Linked DNA regions of Muntiacus reevesi: all the other regions are linked to region 2. A link is a contact called in public Hi-C data. All regions are on one chromosome and are shown on one strand. Each heading gives the region's core, a stretch centred on a gene start, on an enhancer-like site or on the middle of the called end of the contact. The rest is flanking DNA. Distances are from core to core; before and after follow the strand shown.

Evidence for each region. Hi-C and Micro-C count contacts between places; a contact is called where the count stands out from the background.
Region 1: a contact with region 2 is called in a Hi-C map of muscle, with 4 times the contacts expected there. The contact joins the promoter of XRN1 here to the promoter of U2SURP in region 2. A contact is called at or near these places in 2 of 3 Hi-C or Micro-C datasets (blood and muscle).
Region 3: a Hi-C map of blood shows a contact between it and region 2, with 2.7 times the contacts expected there. The contact joins the promoter of TFDP2 here to the promoter of U2SURP in region 2. A contact is called at or near these places in 2 of 3 Hi-C or Micro-C datasets (blood and muscle).

What each region holds. Positions count from the first base shown.
Region 1 is chr8:6,882,664-6,886,122 of mMunRee1.1, reverse strand. It overlaps XRN1 (5'-3' exoribonuclease 1), which reads right to left and starts at 1,904. Exons shown (of 43, transcript XM_065942915.1): 1 at 1,279-1,904. The coding sequence starts at 1,353. ATR (ATR serine/threonine kinase) reads right to left here. Exons shown (of 46, transcript XM_065942910.1): 46 at 2,292-2,986. The coding sequence ends at 2,813.
Region 2 is chr8:6,325,010-6,328,262 of mMunRee1.1, reverse strand. U2SURP (U2 snRNP associated SURP domain containing) reads left to right here and starts at 1,464. Exons shown (of 27, transcript XM_065942142.1): 1 at 1,464-1,575. The coding sequence starts at 1,531.
Region 3 is chr8:7,122,916-7,126,520 of mMunRee1.1, reverse strand. It overlaps TFDP2 (transcription factor Dp-2), which reads right to left and starts at 2,331. Exons shown (of 12, transcript XM_065942263.1): 1 at 1,997-2,331.

The DNA of each region.
Region 1 (3,459 bases), core at 655-3,154, 560 kb before region 2:
ATATACCAAATCTGATAGGAATCCGACAACAAAGAATACCTCTGGGAAGTTTAACCCTACCTTCACACTTATAGTATTTTTTAAAAAGAATAAATAATAATTTAAGAGATTAAATCATAACACCAGCATGATGGTGTTCACTGGATTATTTCCCCTCATATTAAACAATGCTATCATCACAACTAAGTCAATTAGCTATACAAATTATAAAAATAATTTTTCCCCTGTAAAATGTAAAATGGACAAGAGATCTACCAAAACCATTAAATAAACACAAGCAACAAACACTAGCCCCAGATTCTAGTTTATCTAATATACTATTGTCGTTCAGTTGCTAAGTCGTGTCGGAGTCTTTGCCCATCTATTGCAGCACTCCAGGCTTTCCTGTCCTTCACTATCTCCCGGAGTTTGTTGGCTTAATATTTTTTGCCACAGTTCCAATACATGAACTACATTTTTGAGGCGTGCACATAAACTCTGCTCTGGGGTCATTATATACCGAATAAGACGATTACAAGTATTAGTGCTCTTATAATCTGCTCCTCTTTCCGTTCTCCCTACTTCTCTCCCTTTCCCCCCCTTTCTCTAACACTAACACACACACATACACGCACGCACATACACGCACAATGAAGCCTTCAAATAAGTGCCCTGGTCCCGTCCAAATGTATTTTTATTTCTTTCGGAACGGGGGGTTGGTACGGTTCTTGGGGTAATAGAAAAAATGTACCGAAAGGCATCATAAATATGAACCATCAGCCACGTCAGAAAGTCTAGGCGTTGGGGGTAGGGCGGGATGCAGCTCGAGATAAGGAAAAGTAAACAGGGGTATTCAACGGCTGAGGCCGTTAGTAATTTTCGTAGGTTGGTCTGCTGGCTCTGGTGGGGACCCGGGGGAGGCCCTAAGAGAACACCCACTCCTCTTCGAAACGTCCAGAAAGAAAAACGAAACCTGCAACTTCCTGGGAAGGAAGGCGAAGCACTCCGGAGAGCGTCGCTCCCCCGGACTTGATGTCGGAGTCACGCAGGCCCTGCCCCGGCAGGAGCTGTCAGAACCGTCGCATCCCCGCGGCTCTGCCCACAGGAGGGCGACCTGCGCGTTCGCTCCCACTCAGATCACCAGGGTGTCCTTAAATGTCCTGCTCCCCTCCCTTCGGCGCTCAGCCAGCTGACGACGAGCAGCAGGAGGCGGCTGGGATCCCAGGTCCCAGGGCGGAGAGAGGGCCGCCGAGCCCCGGGTCCTCCGCCTTCTCAGCCGCTGACCCCGTGCTCACCCACCTGATGCTCCTTCACCACTTCGCTGAGGCAGGGATATCGCTCCGAGATCCATCGGTAAAACTTGGGGACTCCCATTTCGGCCGTCAATATTAACTCCAGGCAGGGCCAAACCGAAACCAAACGCCCCGCCGGGGCCTACGCAGCCGCCTCCGGCCGTCGCTCCGCGGATGACAACACACCGCCCGCCTGACCATAGAGAGCGGCCGCCGGGCCTAGAGCGGCCGGCTCCGAGGCCGCATCCCCGGGGCGGGGCTCTAGTCCCGGCCGAAAGGCTCGACGCAGAGCTTCCTGGTGGGTTACTCGGCTGAAACCCAAAGCGCGTTTGAATACGCGTGCGAAATTCAGTCATGAGACTGTCCGTTGATGGAGCCGTGCGCTATCAGTGGATTTGGAAATGGTGTGGAAATCCCATGAGACGACTGTAAGAATCCTGGCTCTTTCCGTCTCTTACAAATCTCAGTGGTTTTCAACATGCATTTGTAAAGGTCCGATGATTTATTTGGTTTACTTTGTGAGCGGAAATTTTTCGAGATTACAACAGTTTCTTTTCAAAACTTTCTTTTTTCAAATTACTTGCTTAAAATAATTTCCTAATACCCCTCCATCCAGCTTACTCTACAACTCTTTCCATTATACTTTCCTTGAATAGGAAAGTGTATGTTTAGTTTTGACATTTATACCTCTTGGGTTACCCCCGTCACACTTAAACTATACAAAAGGCAGAATTTTGTAAGGTGAACTTAAGTGAAATTACCTGTTATGAAAAGTTTTCCATTTATTTCTGTATAATCTCATTGCTTTGTAATTACCATGAGTTATTTTACATCTTCTGTAATAAAACATACCCCCAAATTTATTATTAAAATTGCTTAGATTTTAAAACCTGTGAAATGTTAAGTACTGCTTTTCCCCCAAACTATAGGATTCTGCATTCTGGTGCACTTTTAGTACGGTAGTATCTTTAAAATTACAGATTGTTTTCATATTCATGCTAATTGACTAACTTTTCTCTCCCTATCATATTTTAGACCATACCAAAAAATAAAAAGGAGTTTTACTAAGTGAACTTAATAATGTGCTATTTATGTTTACATCTCTCTTACTAGGCAATTCCCAGAGGGCAGGGCAAGTATTGTTAGCTAGCTCTGTGCACAAATATAGCACAGTGTTAACATAAAGAGTATTTATTCAATGTAATTTTTTGTTCAAATGAATCCTTACGCTAGCACTTATAATCAGTGAAAATTGTGAAATGAAATTAGGCTGGCTTGTTTTTTGCAAATATCTTTTTAGAGCATAAAAACATACAATATTCCATTTCTCCAGTTATAATACACAGTATATATTAAGAAAACAGTTTATTTTGTAACAACATATATTATTTTAAATATTATTAACAATCAGGGAGAAATATCAGTTACTCTGAGAATATAAACATATGTTGTACTTTGGAATTGAATAGATACAACCACAGATTAACACACCAAATGCATTAAATTTAGATTATTAACATATTCTTTAAAGTAATTCCATTTTACATATATGGGGTCCAACCGAGGTACATCTGGCATAGCAAATTTTCATCAGTAGCTTCTTGTATAAGGTAATGCACGTGTCCTTCGATAGATAATGGCAGCCCTGTCACTCTATTTCGGGTCTTGATTACACCTTGCAGTCGCTGCTCGATGTCAAGAACATGAGTCTTGGCCTAAAAGGAAATGGAAGATCATAAGAACGAAGGACCCAATGACATGTGGATATATGTTTATAAACTGGAATTACTGACTTTCTGTTATTTAACAAATATTAATGCCATTTTACTGACCTTTACTGCTTTTATAAGAGCAAATAAGACAAAAGAGAGAAGAAACAAATATGATAACTCGAGCTACTGATCTTAAAACTTGCAATGTTGACCTAATATCAACTGCATGGATGTTTTTCAGGACTAAGTGAAATATCAATAATCTCTTCCACATTAGAAGTCTAGAACAATAATATAAAAAACCTACCCTAAAAAGTGTTTAGGACATAAACATTTGAATATTAATATTCTAGGAATAGCAATAATACTCTGATGCCTAATATTTTCCATTAGTATATGCAAATGGGAGTTCTACATGAGCATCTGGAATCCTACACATTTCTCTCAATCAGAACAGCATATCAGAATGCAAGTGA
Region 2 (3,253 bases), core at 215-2,714:
TTCTACAGTGTCACTTTGCTGTTCCCTTCTTCCCTCTATTCCTCATTAAATCTTAAATTATATGAAGGTAATGTTTTAGTCATCTGTGTAAGCCTCTGAACACTTCGTGCAGGCTTTTACACACAATGAATAGGTAAGGGTGTGTGAGTGGCTCAGTCATGTCCGACTCTGCGACCCCATGGACTGTAGCCTGCCAGGATCCTCTGTCCACGGAATCCTCCAGGCAAGAATACTGGAGTGGTTACCATTCCCTTCTCCAGGGGATCTTCCTGACCAGGGATCCAACCTGGGTCGCCTACATTGCAGGCAGATTCTTTACCGTCTGAGTCACAAGTGAAGTCCTTTACACACAATACGGGGCTCAAAAATATTTTGAATAAATGAATTCAGGAAGGCATGAACCCTTCTTCCTCTCTTCCCCAAGTGTTCAGAACAATATTTTATAACTTTAAAAAAATCTGACCACATCACAGCCCTACTTAACTCTGCTGAAGGATGCTCTTCGTCCTTGGAATAGAATTCTAACTCCCTAAGCACACTGGTTACCTCAGGGCTCGCTTGCTCCCATCCACTTCTCCAGGTCTAGTAAAACGTGACTGCACAACAGGGCTGTCCTGATTCATGCCACCAGACTTTTATTTCCACGACTCCCTCTGCCTGGACTGTCACTTGAGTTTTCCTTGCCTGGTTTGGCTCAGGAATTACCTTCTCAAGCAAGCTTTCCCTCTTGGACTACAGATCCTATTAAGAACTTAGGTGCTCCCCTCCATTTGTGATTAGAAACGAAAACAATATTAAACCGTAAAATGTAACTTTTAAAATGACAACTTACATGATGCTAGATTTAGAACCCCGTCTATTTATAATTTTCCTTTCATTCACCCTCTCTCTGCAAGTCCCGGTTTTGACCCGAATAGTCTATCCGAAAACTCCACTGCCGGAGTCTCAGGTTGGGTCAAAGACTCCCCTCCTCTGCTTCCGGGCACCACTCTCTTTAAAAGTAACTTGAACAGACTGTAAGTTTGCCTTCCCCAAGCAGGGCGTGAGCGCCAGAGGTAGCACGGATACCATCTTCATCCCAGGAGAGCCGGACAAACCCAGCCCCGCCCCCTCCACCTCCCCGTCGGCTCCAGATTTATTTTCTGAGTTGAAGTAAAAGCTCCTTCCCAGCTGGCCATTCATTTCTTCTTTAAGAAGTCTTTCCTTCCCCGCCCAGCACCTATCTAGGGTTGGGGCTGGAAAAACAGTGAAGTAACAACCGGCCCGGAAAGGTAGTACAAACATTCACTAATTTCTCCGGCCCAATAACAAAACCCGCCACGGAGACGCCCCCAAATATTCAGTGGGCGGGCCCAGGAAAAAAATCCTCAACACCGGAAGTCACGTGGCGCCGCTCTCCTTGATTTCCTCAAGTCGGCGGTCGACTATTCAGCCTTGCAGGCGCCTCTGGCGGGCTCCGCTGTGATCCAGCCTTTCGGTGCTCGACTCGCCCGTGCTGCTGCCGCCGCCGAAGGAGGGGCAAGGCTCAAGATGGCGGACAAAACGCCAGGCGGCTCTCAAAAGGCCAGTTCAAAGGTAATTTCTTAGAGGACTTCTTAAGTCAGTGGCTCAAACACGGTCGTCTGGGGACTATAGACGCTTCTGGCCAGCGGGAGGAGATTGGGGTCGGGGTCCGTGTTCTGGTCGCGACGGTAGGCCGGGGCGCAGACGGACCGTGGTGCGCAGGTTGAGAGGCCTGGTGTCTCCCCTTAGTCCCAGCCTGGATTCGGTTCGAGACTGGGGGGGGGCCAGGGCCGGTGGCGTGAGAATTTTGGCCCCAGCTTAGCACTGGAGTGAAATCAGGGATTTAGATTAAAGTCTTAAATCCGGAAAACGCGCCGGGGTGTTTCAGCTTGTTGCGCTCTTCAGGCCGCCCGGCGCAGCCTAGGAGAGGCGGGAATCGCTTCCCCGAGCTTAAGTGTCTGCCTCCCTTTCCTCGGCTCTTTGGTTTTGGATCTCACACGCTTCCGGCCTCCCCCGGTTTCCCTCACGTCCTCCGGGGAATAAATAATCTTTAGGGCCATCAGTTGTGAGGGGAGGACCAATAGTGAAGGGACGCGGGGTGGGAAGTGGAGTTCCCCTTTGCGGTGATGCATCGCCAAGGTTAACGCTACGCTCTACACGTGGTTTTACCTCACGTAAGAGGAAGTATATTTGGAGGGCTCATTTCCCAGGACTCCGGATCTTCCGCATCTTCTGGAAAGAGAATTTCCATAGACTCGGAAGCCACCTAAGATTAGTAAATTGCTTTAGAGTTTACAGGGAACCGTGTGCATGTATTGTGGAAACTCCTGAGCTGTGAAAGTAGTTTAACGTTAGTTAGGTTGTGATTAGCATCAGGTTCTAAGTTGCCATCTTGGACGGGTCTTTTAATCTACTTTTTGCTTTAAATTTCTCATCTCCAACACGGTATTAAAAGTAATAGGTCCTGCCCGAAGTAGTTGTTAGGCTTTTTGATGCTGATCCGAGAAGCTGTTTAATACTTAAAGGTTCTAAGGACTGTACGTGTGGGTATGATTGCAAGTAGGTTTTTAAGAAGTTACATTTACAGTAGACGGAGCATGTCTGACGTTCAGTTTGTTCTAGGAAACGCAACCTGTTATATACTTGCTTCCTCAGTTTCTGTTAAATTGTAATCTTTATGCCGTTTGGTGAATGGTGTTTCTAATTCGTTATCGGTAACGGATTTTTCAGAGATCCTTCAGTTGTGTAGAGACTATTGTAGAGGGCTAGTTTTGGCTCCTTTACATGCGGCGTTTATTTCTTGCTGTTTGTTGCCTCCCGAATACCTTTTCCCTTGGTGAGGAGGGAAATAGTTGAATACATGATTTCCCACTTCCTCAGCCGACTCTGACAAAACCAGCCCAGGCCTGCTTACTCTTAGGGAACTGTTAGGAAAGCTAAGTGCGTGCTGAGTCGCTTCAGACTCTCTGCGATCCTGTGGACCGTAGCCCGCCAGGCTCCTCTGTCTGTGGGATTCTCCAGGAAATAATACTGGAGTGGGTTGCCATTTTCTCCTCCAGGGAATCTTACCAACACAGGGATCGAATCCGTCTCCCTTGTGTCTCCTACATTGCAGGTGGGTTCTTTACCACTAGTGCCACCTGGGCAGGAAAGCTAGTGCATCCATAAAATTCACGGCATAAGCTTCATTATTTTTGTTTTTCAAAGAAATATTTTAAGTATCTTCTATTTGAGGTTTTGGATACATTGA
Region 3 (3,605 bases), core at 1,082-3,581, 800 kb before region 2:
CTAAAAACTTTCATGTATCTAAATGGGCTTTAAAAATGGTAAAGTGCAGATGTAAATATAAACAACTCATGTATTATGCATAAAACATAAAAATGCCAACAACAACAAAACAAAAAACAGTTTTTCTATCATGCTAAAAAAAAAAAAAAGCAAAGGTATATGCACATTACAATTCCTAATTCCAAAAAGCAATCTTTGAATCCTTCAGCTTGTGTTTCAGTGAATAATTTTAATCCACAAACACTCTCCATATTAAGGATAAATCTATCTGTACATCCAATTTCAAGCTGCAAAGAGAGGACATAGCTCAGACAGTTAAGAATTTTGGCTGCAAGGGAAAAACTTGAAAGTGCCAGTTGGACGTCACCATTTCCAAGAGTTGGTGGGAAAGGTACATGATCACAAAATGGTAACATTAAGTATGACACACTTGAAAATTCTGTTTTCTCTCCTAATTAACCAACCACACATAATGGAACTCAAAAACAAGAGTTTAATAAGTCATGGGCCTTTATTAAATATAAGCACCATGCTGCTGAAACTGCAATTGCACTGCCAGAACAGGGCTACAAACACCATGTCTGCCATGAGACTAGACTCTAGTTCCAGGCACAAGATGTTCTAATAAATAACAAATGCATCAAGCGCCAGCATACAAGTGTGATAGAATCTGGGGCCTAGACATTTGATTTTTCTCCCGGTGCTACTTGAGAATGGCCACTGCCATTAAAGATTTATTACAGTAACAGGATAGTGATAAAACTTTAGCTAAACTGCAGGCCAACCAATGAAATGGAAAAGCAACATGCAATAACAGATCAACGAAATTAATTTCTATTTAATTTTGTACAGTAGGCTCATGATTACGCTGTATAAAGAACAGATGAAAAAAAAAAAAAGAACAGATGAATAACCTAAACTATACCTATTAGGTAAAGATGATTTCAAGCCATTAAGAGAAAAGTGGCCCAGAAAAAAATCAGGCTATAGAACTCAAGTGGAAAAAACACACTAAGATTTGGGAGACAAAGGGGAAGGAAGGGAATGAGCTACTGACTTACTAAAAAGAGAGCAAAGAAATGGGACAGGGAGTCTGAGCCCTCTGAGACGGAATGAGGAAAAAAAAAGAATTCAAAGGCTCAAAGGGAGCTTTAGCAGTGAATACGGAAAGGGATGAAGCTGTTAACTGTCTCAACAGAAAAACCAAAAACAATAGGGGGAACTTTTCTAAACCATCATGCAGGGTGGTCAATTCAATGCCTAACTCATGCAGGGCAGGGCACTTCGTAGGACGCGAACTTCGTTCCAAATAGTTCCACCGATTAGTCCATTTCCTCCTGACCACCCCCAATAGGGGGTTACTACTACAGATGAAGGAACTGAGACCACACAACGTCAGGGAACACAAGCTGGTACTGGGCGCTCATCTTAGCTGCACGCCTCCCTGCAAGATCCTACAAAACTCTTACACTTTTCTATGGAAAGGAACCTTAAATCTCCGGAATTTCTCAGAGTCAGGGCCCAAAAGTGATCCCCTACTTTAGAGGAAAGTTCCCTGCGGAGGTTGCAAGGCTCTTCCAAGCGCACGAGGCTTTGGAACTGTGAAATACACCTGGTAGAGACAGATGAAGGCATGTGGGTCACGAAAGGAGAAAAAGTCGGAAAAGTCAGACTTAGAAGCCATTCTTCTAAAGATACCGAAAAAAGTAGAAAGCAGCCCTTCCTCTCTTCCAGCAGGCGTGACTCAGGGACGGTGCCTCCCCGCAATTTGCTCTGTGTGTGTTGGGGGTGGAGGGTAGTCTCGGGTTTCCCACTCCCTTCCCCAGGCACTCAAGGGTTACTCGGCCAGGCCTGGAAGAACGCGTGGGAATAAACAGATGGGACCCAGAGTGACCAGGGGGCCCGGAGACGCAGGGAGGGAAACCTGCCCAGGACCACGCCGGGCGGGGTCCAGAGGCCCTCCGCACAGAGCCCGCGCCCGCGCCCCGGACCTTACCGCCGCTTGGCTGCAGGGGACAAGGCGGCCGCGCAGGACTGTTCTTCGAGCTTGGAGCGCGTTTTCAGGCGCCTCTGCTACAGTGGCGCCCGCGCTTGGCGGCACCCGGATCCCAGCGGACTCACACTCGCGGAAGGGTGGGCGAGCCGCGGCCTGCCTAGTCGAGGCCCTGGAGTTCTAAGCCCCAGGACGCCGACCGCGCGCGCGCGCCTTCGAGCCTGCCAAAGAGGAAGGGTCAGGGCGCGCCTGGAGAACCGAGCAGCGCCAGCGGCTGCAGCCGAATTCTCCGGCAGCTTCGTCCGCCCTCGCCCGGCCCAGACACTGCCCCGCTTCCCCCGCGCAAGCTTTGGCGGCGGAGCAGCACGGTGAGCGCCGATTGGCCCTCTGGATGAATGACGTACGGCGCCTCTCCCCACGGATTGGCCAGGCTGGCGGTGCGTGCACGGAGTAAACAAACCCCGCCCCCAGGCTTCCCAAAGAGAGGAGGGGGCCGCGAGGTGGAGGAGCGGGGTCTTAAGCACTCTGTGGGGTATCTGGGTAGTCCACTGGAGGTTCTCAGAGGATCGCCTGCAACGATCCTGCCGCGTGCTTCCCAGCCGCCTCCGGAGCCGGCTACAGGCCTGAGGCCTAAAATTATAGCCACACCCTCTCCCCCTTCCCCCGGCCTGGGTGGGAATCCTGATCCTGACTTTTCCATCCGCCCTCATCCCCCCGGCCCCTTACAATTAAACCCCGATCTTTCTTAGAAAAAGGGAAACGGGTGTCCCTAGTTCCCAGGGACATCTCGGTTCCCAGTCACTTGATCAGTCACCTCCGGGGGAGCAGCCTAGAGCGGACGAGTGATGAGGCCACGTGTGGGGCCAAGTTTGCAGTACCTTGTAAATTATGCAGACAGTGGGTTAAAGACTGCTAGGGTGTGAGGTCTTCAACAAACCGGCAAATAAGATCCAAACCCGGACAGGTCACCATGTCACATGGACGCTGAAGAGAAAATCGCAGATCCCACCCCCAAATACCTATTTAGTTTAATGTTAATAATACATTCTGTGCCTATCTGAAAAATCATGTGTAAGTTTACATTTTAGTGGGCTTCCCTTGTGGCTTGGTTGGTAAAGAATCCGCCTGTAACGCGGGAGACCTGGATTCGATCCCTGGGTTGGGAAGATCCCCTGGAGAAGAGAAAAGCTACCCACACCAGTATTCTGGCCTGGAGAACTCCATGGACTGTGTAATCGATAGGGTCACAAAGAGGCGTACGTGACCGAGAGACTTTCATTCCACTTCACTTACATTTTAGTGCGGTGGTAAAGATAATATGCAAAAGAAATAAGTAAAATATAAGCTATGTTACATGCTGGGACACGCTGTGGGGGAAAAATCTGGCAGACCAGGGATGGCTTTAAGGGATGGCCTGTTTTAGAGTGCCCAGACAAGGAGACAGGAACGTGCCATTTAAATAAATACCTAAAGGGAGTGGAGGCGGAGAGAACGCGCCTTTGGACCTCTCTCGGGTTGAGTGGAGAGATGATTTCTGCAAAACTGTACATAGATAAGTCCTAGGCGGTCAAGAAAGCCCAATGCAGTCTCCTTGGACTGATTCTAAAATGCA